Linked DNA regions of Mus musculus: region 2 is linked to region 1. Evidence: chromatin contacts called from public Hi-C data. All regions are on one chromosome and are shown on one strand. Each heading gives the region's core, a stretch centred on a gene start, on an enhancer-like site or on the middle of the called end of the contact. The rest is flanking DNA. Distances are from core to core; before and after follow the strand shown.

Region 1 (4,527 bases), core at 731-3,230:
CTCTCTCAAAGCTCCAGGAGAGAATCTGTTTCCAGGTTCATAGAAGGTTACTGGCAAATTCCCTTCTTGACATTGGAGATTTAAAGTTATGCTCAGCTTCTAGAGGCTGCCCATGATCTTAGGCTAATGGCCCCTTTCTAAGTCAGAAGCAGTTGAATCCCTCTTACACTGAAAAGTCTACTGGCTCCAGTTCTGCTTGATGTTCTAACACATCTTCTTCTCTTGGTCTAAGACAGAAAGATGCTTGGGAGTCTAAGGCCTCGTGAAGGAAATCTTATTCTTTTATGGTAATCCACAAAATTCTTTTATTTTCTGGCCATCTTGTAACCTGTTCTAGTTTCATTTCCGTTGTGATGAAGTACCCTGACCAAAAGCAATGCAGGGGAGGAAAGGGTTTGTGTGGCTATGACTGCAGGCTACAGTCCGCTTGCGAGAGGAAGTCAAGGCAGAACTCAGAGCTAGTCACATTGTATCCCCAGTCAAATGTAGAAAAAAATAAGTGAGCCCAGGCCGCCTGCTTACTGCTGCTGTTGCTGCTGACACTGTTTACGTCTCTCTTACATAGTTCAGGGTCCTGCCGTGAAATAGCATGTTTCACAATGACTCTTCTCACCTCAATTAACAGCCAAGAAAAATATTCCACAGATATACTCACAGGCTAACCCGATCTATGTACATTTCTCTATTAGGCTCTTTCCCAGGCTCCCTTTCCTCTTTAATTTTGGCTTTGGCAAACTGATGCTTAAAATTAACCATCATGCAACCTTAACCCATGACTTCAAAAAATCTGTCCCAGCAACACTCAAAGACTAGTATTTGATTTTCCTTTTCCTTGGGGGACATCTTAAGGCTCTCATCCATCTCAGCTAGACTCTGACCTTTTGTGTGTTTAACTGTTCAAAGTATTTTTAAACTGAAGAATCTAATGAGAAGGGGGTGGGGGGCAGGTGAAGAAAACCCCTGGCCTCTGAACGTAGTTTCCACTGAGCAGTTAGGTGGGATCTGGGTTTCTGCTGAGCTGAAAATGAGTGCACGTAAGTGGAAGTTTAGTTTGTAGAGCATTTACTGGAAAAACATCACAATGAAATTAAGGTGAGATCTGTAGGAGTCATACGTAAAGAAGGGGAATAGGCAGAGAGGAAGTGAAATAACACAGACCATCAAATGCACGAGCAGACCACAAAGGCAATCAGCTAGAGGACAAAGCAAAGAAGACCCTCCTTCATGTGCTCAGTGATGTTACAATTTCAAAGGGTCGATTATAATCACATCCAGTTAGCCAGGCTATCCAATTTGCTAGTGACATCATCACTGAACCTAAACTTGGCACAGCAATGTGATAATGTCTTATAGATGCCTGAAAATCCACTTCGTAAAAAGGACTAAAAATATTTAGAACAACTGAAATCTCAGGGGCTGAAAGTTATATGTTTACACACGAGGCCACACAGGTTTGCAAGGTTGAATCTGAACACGAGTTACCAGCACTTTCACCTGTGGTACCTAACTCTTCTTCATCCAATCTGTATTATCATTGTTTGAGCTTTGCAGGACCTACTGATTACTTCCTTAGTGTTGAAGAATGGCTAGGGAGCTTATCTTGCATCATGTATATCTTCTTCTGTTTCCAACTGATCTTCCTTTAACCTGCTGGGAGCTCACTGCATTGGTTTTTGGTGGTGGTGGTGGTAGTGTTTTTTTTTTTTTATTTTAATTTTAATTTTTGTATCGCAGAGAATGTCCATTCTGGTCCTTGGAGCACCAGCAAGCACCACCTGCCGTCAAGCTGCACAGTTAGAGGAAACCAAGAAACACCAAGATACTTCCTCATCCTCTGGAGCCCTAGCCCAGACAGAAGTTCTATTCCTGGTACTAGCACTCAAGCCCATTCTTCTTGTGTGAAAGTTCAACTTGGCTTCACAGTTCTGAGTTACCAATGACAGCACAGATTTCTCAACCAAACCTCCCACAAAAGACGATGCTTTTAGTGGGCAAGGTTGGTAGGATGCAGTGCTGGTAGAATACAATATTTTTCCTTTAGTGTATCTCTCCTTCAAATAATATGCTTTTAGGATAAAGTTTTTTTGGGCCTTTGTGGGAAATAAAGAGCCCCATGGAGGATGGATCACAAATAAAAGTCGAAGCATATCCTGTGTGTGCATGTTATGTGTCTGTGAGTAGTGTGTTGGCTTAGTGCGTAGATAGATCAGTTGTGACAATTTTTGTAATGTGTTCATTGCATTAAAATAGTTTATAGTAGCCTATCCAGTTACATTCAGACATTTATCTCATTATAAGGATATTTATTCATATTATGATTTGAATAGAATTCAGCGGGTGAAAACTGAATCAGGATAGATGGGGTAGTGTTGCAGGATTTTCCCTGTCCAATCACATTAAGGCAGTGGGAGACTTGTGATTGGACAGGAGAAAGGAGGCAGAGCAGGAGTGGGGAGAGAGAGAAAGAGAGAGAGAGAGAGAGAGAGAGAGAGAGATCCCAGGAGGAGAGAAATCTCAGGAGGAGAGAGAGAGAACCAGAATGGAGGCTGACGTGGTGTTATCAAAAGGTTAGAATAATTGGGTTAAAGCTTTATCATTATCAATTGGCTCTGAAATGATTGTATTTGCATCTTGTAAATTGTGATTAAATTGATATATAAATCTAATTGGTTAACTATAAGCTTAAGAGTCTTGTTTCTACCGGCTAATTAGGTGTTGAAATCGATAACCAGGGATGCATAGGGTGTTACATGGAAGCAAGAAGAACTTGGGAGGCCAGTCTTAGAGATGGCCTGGTAGGAGTCCTGTGGCCTCGCAGTGCTGGTGAGTTGGTGGGCCAAGAGACAGAGTGAGTGAGATCACCTGGCACAGGGGCTAGCCTCAGAGAGTTGGCAGGCCATCACTAGCGCGGGAATGTGCGGATTCTCTTTTTTAATATTTCCCGCAACAGGTTAGGGAGAACCTGGAATCCAGGTCTGCTTTGATATATAAAATATATACCTTCCTTATACCCTACCCTGTTGCCAAAGAAAATTTCCCAGTATATGTACAAATGGAAAGATGCTAAAGCAGTAGATTCCTACCTCAGGTCTTAGTATATGAACCAGTCACCTGTTACACTGAGCATCTTGCTAATGTTCATTACGGATACTGCATAGACTGCACCTTGAGAAACAGTGACCAGGACATGAGTTCATCCAACTGTGTTTTAGGCCACAGTCACCCAGTAGTGTTTCTGTGGAGACCACCTCCCTCTACAAATTATTTATTTATGCCAGACTGAAGACTTACTATACAATTCAGTGTTCCCTTTCCCTAATGGACTCTCAGTCAGGAAAATTAACACACTGGTTGCATTGTGCTGTGTATTGGGGTGAGTGAGGAGAAACCCCTGGAGTAAAGTCAGCCATTAAAATCTGTGCCTCAGATCTTCCCAGCTTCCTGTTTTATCTGTCACACCCTCCTCTGATTTCATGTCATCTCCTTTTCATGGACCATTCCTCTGCGTCTAACTTAATAAAGGTGGCTATGCTTGCCATGTCTCTCTACGTTATTATCTAAATCACATTTTCTAAAACTTAATTACTGACATTTGGACGTTTTGGACCAGTTCATTCTTTGTCAAGGGGAATCCTGTCTCCTGTGGGATGTCTAAGGATGCATCTTCTGGATTCTGTCCAGGAGATGCTGTTTGCATCTTACTCCTCTTGCCAGTTATATAATTCTCTTCCATTGTGACAGTCAACCATCTCCAGACACAACAGAGCTTCCCTAGGAAGAGAGGCAGCCTATGTGTGCCACATGCTGGGATGCAGACAGTGTTTCTCTGATTAACAGCATTCAGGTTGTGCATCTGGGTGGTAGTGGTTAAGTCTCGTTAGGTGAACCTTAGTTAACATCTCTTAAATGCTGAACTGACCCACTTGAAAGAATCTCTGGACTACTGGTCTCCACAACACCTCAAACTACCACTCATTGAGTCTCTGAATTCATATTTCTGTTTGGGGGCTATGTATGCCTCTAGTCTTACAGGGAAAAGACTGGAAGCCATTAAAACATTTGATATGAGATGAGCTCTTATGAGACACAAGCTAGACATCTAGGTAAGTTGGATGAAGGATAAAGATTCAGGATAAAGATGGGAGCATGGTGTTTGTCACTGTGAGATTACAATGATTATAAATAAGCCTGCTTAAGTTGGATGCCCTGTCTCACTTACTGGATGACTCTGGATAAGTCACCCTCTAACATGAAGAGAGTCCTGATACCTACCTCACTGGATGCTGTGAGCCTTGATAGGTGAGTATGTGTTGAGCATTTAGCACAGTGCCTGGGATTTAAGAACATGCTCAATGAGTATTAGTTGCAAGTGTAGCTATGAGAAAATGCCTTTGAGGGGGCGGTTTTAATCTGGGTACCGATGGCATGTATTTAGGAAGGGATAAAGGAAGGTCCTAGACATCTGTGATCTGACCATTAGAATGCACGGGAGAGGTGGGGACACCAAAAGGATAGCAAGTGCTTTGC
Region 2 (4,527 bases), core at 510-3,009, 150 kb after region 1:
CCTCCCCCCCTCTCTCTCTGTGTATGTGTATTCTTATTCTTCACAGTTAATGTATTATATACTTTTGGTACACTGTGTGCTTTCACATTGTAATGTCCAGTGATCCCCTTAACCCTTTTATTCATTAAAAGCATTTCATAAAGGTTAAGCATCTTGCTCAAAGGAAAAAGCTCTAACCATGAGGGCTCCTCTATAAACTCTGCTCAGTTTCATACCAAGCTTGTGTAAGGCTGCTCCACTAAACTACATCCAATGGATTCCCATTTGTAGAATGGCACAGAATAATTCCAAACGCTGCCTTACGTATTGATCCACTTAACAAAATCAAATAATTGCTACTTCCTTTACAAAATGTATATAAAGAATTATAGACATACGTGCTAGAAATGTCCATTCAAGTAAAGAAACATTTGGTCTTGAAGGCTGTTGAAATCTGATTTCTGTCACATCTGTGATCCAGAAGTCGCTAAGGCCTGGAATTTCTCTAATAGGCTTGGTTGTTGTTTGCTTGAGACAGGTTCTCACTAGGTAGCCTGGGATCTCTATGTAGATTAGGCTGGCCTCAAACTCATAGACATCCATCTGTTGTTACCTTCCACGTGCTAGAATTCATGTGCACCATGCCTGGCAGAGGTAATTCAACAGAGAGACGAATAGATGTTACATTGTTTATAAAATGCTCGGTATGACATTTGCTATACTTGCCAGACAGGAAGACTGTATTTTCCAATGCTTCTCACCAAGTGCCAAAACCATGGCAACTATTAATTTTCAATACTCCTGAGAGGCCAGTAATTTATAGCACAGAAATAAACTCACAAGGAAATTGTTTAGAATCTACAAATGGATTACACTACAACTGAGGTCTCTTAGGTAAAGTGAGTTTAATGTATGACTGCTGATGATATCAGGGAATTTTTTTTCTGGGTAATCCCACTGGAATTCCCCACTGTGCCCTGTGTCCCACTCCCAGTGACTTTGTGGAGCACTGTCATGCTTCACCGTACAATGATGCCACATTTGTAATTATTTACCACTGTGTTTAGCATATTAGCTATAATTGGGTTGTTTCCAATAAGCTTTGACAGAAATTGCAGAATTTCACATAGTAAATTATGTGCTCCCACAGGCCAGAGCATTGTCTGAACAATATAATGCATTTGTAGCAGAATAAATGTGCAATGTTTTCAAGAATTTTTGAAGCATATTTCCAGATAGTTGTAGTTCTAGCTTGAATTTTTTTTTGTTTGTTTGTTAAATCTAGAAGAGAGGATGTAGGGAAAAATAGTACTATGAAATAATTTAAAATTCATTAAAATTCTTTGCATATTTCCACACTTTTTTTTCAAAAGAAACTTTTCATGGCATAACTGTGAAGCTTCCTAAAGTGATCTCATAGTCACTCAATTAGTATTTCAGCCCAGAATTTTCCTATTCAACATCTGCCAGAAAATGGAAAACAAAGAAAATTTAGTAATGGTCCCGAGATCTGCAGCATGCGCTGAGCTGCATGTACAATCTCTCCCGCATTTTGTAAGGGTAAGAAAGGGATGGCGAATGGAATCACAAAGCAATAACAAGAATTACTTTCTCATCTTGCTTGGCATGATGGGGGAGGGAGGAAAATCAACAAGAAAACCAAGACAATGCATGTACTGACTCTGCAGGTGTGTGGCGACATCATAACAAAGGGACATTATTCCCTAGCCTCTTTCTTGTGGTGTCATCATTTGTACTGAAACACAAAGACATACACAAGTGCCCAGGGCTGGCATGGCTTCTGTGCCTTCCTCACCAGGGAGCCTGAATTAGGTCAGAGAGGAGTCAGGTGGGAGGAGTCTGTAAGGCAATTTTAGCTGCCAGCTGAATATCCAAGAGGCAAAGGGAAAATAAAAGAAATAAAGCTTCAAGCCTAGGGCTAGTCTATGGCTATGCGATTCTGTCACTTAGCTTTGATGTGGCTTTTTTTCCCCTCTTTTGTTTTTTAGAGACAGGGTTTCTCTATGCAGCCCTGGCTTACTTGGCACTCTGTAGACCAGGCTGGCCACTCACAGAGATTCTCCTGCCTCTTCTTCCTGGGTGTTGGGATTAAAGGCATGTGCCATTGCCACCCAGCTTATGTTTATTTTTCAAGTATCCTGAAATTGTTTTATTGATAATGTGAGGTAAACCAAAGCAAGACAATGTTCTCTCTCTCTCTGTCTCTGTCTGTCTCTGTGTCTCTGTCTCTCTCTGTCTCTCTGTCTCTCTGTCTCTCTGTCTCTGTCTCTCTGTCTCTCTGTCTCTCTCTGTCTCTCTCTGTCTCTCTCTGTCTCTCTCTGTCTCTCTCTGTCTCTGTCTCTGTCTCTGTCTCTGTCTCTGTCTCTCTCTCTCTCTCTCTCCCGCTAATAGCAGTACATGATTCAGATGTACTTAGGAACTCTCTGGCCCTTAGTGTCCCCTTTGGAAAGTCATAAGACAGCAGCTGAACAACTCCCAAAGTGAATCCTTCCTACAGTCTTGAACCCAACACACATAACTTGGCATTGTTAAATTTACTGATTTAATTCAATTTTATATCAAGTCTATTAGGTTATCAGAATTTAGTATTCAATTTCTGATTAGCCAAGGAATTTGGAGCACCAATATCTAGTACTTGATTAGATCTTTGCAAATATATTAGTTGGTGCTCTTGGTTAGCTTCTGTAGTTCATTCTCTTTACAGACTAAGGAAAGATTATAAAGTGTCAGTGATCTTTGTTATGTAAACCATAGTTCTTGATATTTATCTATGGTTTCAAATAAAACCTTGTTCTCAAATAGTTCTAAAACCATAATTCTTGTAGATCAAATATGTCAGTAAATCTTTGTTCTTTTCATAGTGTCAGAAGATGTTTGCATTCATCTCTGAGAAGCACATTGCACATTTGTGCAGCCACCTGAGGTTGCTTCTCAATAATATTCCCTTGTCACATGGTTAATCTTCCAGTAGTTTCTCTCTATCTAAGCACAAGGAACCTATGCTTTAAAGGGGAGCCAAAACAGTCTAATATGTTACAAGTCCCTCTCATCTAACATCTCAGCCATTCAGTGCACTGCAGCCAATGCTGGCAGCTGGCTTCTTTTTCTTTAAGTCTGATGGTTTCCAAGATAGCTACTTCATCCACAATGGATATAGTTGGGAGTTCTAGGAATTTAAATCCTGTTTCTCCCAGTTCTCATTTGCTGGTCCCCAGGAACTATTTCACAAGTACTCTCGAGTCTTAGTTCCCTCAACAGAGTAATTCTGAAATGCATTTTCCTTTGAGAGTAAATCGTGATTGTCTCCTGTAGTAGTTGGCTTAATAACATGCATTGTTGGCTCCCTTTTTAAAGCTTTTAATTATGTATATAGTCAATAAGTTCTCAGAGTGCTTTGCAAGCCAAGGATAGGGTTAAATAAGGGTTCTCAGGGCTCACTTTGGTAAGGGAAAAAGTACACGGAGAGCGTGAAACTATTCATAATTTTCTTCAACAAAGGTTTCTTTATGTATTTGTGTGTGATGATGATGTTGTTATTTGCATTTTTTATGCAGCTAACACTAACCTTGAGCTTCTGATCCTCCTTCCTTTACCTGAGTATTGAGATTGTAGGCGTGTACTACCTAGCTAACTTTAGATTCTATGACTTACACCATGGCATAGCTTTTACTGATGCATCAGAAAATAAAAATGAAATAGGAAGTAGTAACCCCAAGTAATAATCATGAAAGAATGGCTGGAACTCTCAGAAGTACAGTGTCTGCAGCTAGGGGACAAGTCGATTCACAAGTGCTCTGAAAAGGAATCTGAACACCTCCACTCTCCTTGTTCTTACTACTATATCTTGGTCATACTGGAATGTGTGTGTGTGTGTGTGTGTGTGTGTGTGTGTGTGTGTGTGTGTGTGTGTGTGTATGTGTGGTTTTCTTTTTTTCTCATGATTTCCTCCCATAAAACTGCACAATAAGCTTTCTGGCAAACTCACCAACTGTTTAGATGAAGCAAGTGAAAAGCAAATATCTAACTTATGATCCTCATAAGAGGGAAAAAGATGAAAGCTGCCAATAACACTATAGAAAGGTGCACTTCTCTCTGCAGATACAGGCACAAGCTGTGGCATTGTTGAGAAGTTTACAAGGTCACCTTCTAGCTTAAGGAGAGGGAGCCACTGGAGACTTCCCTTTTCTAGGGGCATTGTGAATATTGTGGGGCAACGAAGGTGGAAGAAAAACCAGCATTACTATTGTGCATACATTGGATGCTTTCACTAGTAGGACCAAGTTATAAAAAGAGGCATTGCACTTAGTGTATGAACATTTCACAAATAAGGGAGAAGTTATATGATAAAAATGTAAGATTTTGCTAAAGAAGTTGCATTTTCAGTTCAGTAGTGCTGGACTGACCTCATTTCCAATTAGTGGCAAATACCAGTCTTTACACATTGTATTTGTAGACCCCTTCCCTGCCCCACCTCAGCAGTCAACATTGATTGTGTCATCTTAAATCAGTATGGGGAAGAGTTGGATT

What was found. A called contact is a pair of places that touch in the nucleus more often than the background predicts.
Region 2: a Hi-C map of the N1E-115 cell line shows a contact between it and region 1, with 2.4 times the contacts expected there. The contact joins two enhancer-like sites. A contact is called at or near these places in 1 of 484 Hi-C or Micro-C datasets (the N1E-115 cell line) and 1 of 9 other capture datasets (adipose tissue).

The regions. Positions count from the first base shown.
Region 1 is chr1:80,670,096-80,674,622 of GRCm38.p6, forward strand. All of the region lies in intron 1 of Dock10 (dedicator of cytokinesis 10), which reads right to left. Among named protein-coding and RNA genes, the nearest start is that of Dock10, 86 kb to the right of the region's middle. Within about 2 kb of position 1,981, at least 22 of the 459 cell types and tissues checked have an H3K27ac peak or open chromatin away from gene starts, as enhancers often do. A contact at or near this core is called in the N1E-115 cell line, where this site is marked.
Region 2 is chr1:80,822,417-80,826,943 of GRCm38.p6, forward strand. No RefSeq gene overlaps it. Among named protein-coding and RNA genes, the nearest start is that of Dock10, 66 kb to the left of the region's middle. Within about 2 kb of position 1,760, at least 27 of the 459 cell types and tissues checked have an H3K27ac peak or open chromatin away from gene starts, as enhancers often do. A contact at or near this core is called in the N1E-115 cell line, where this site is marked.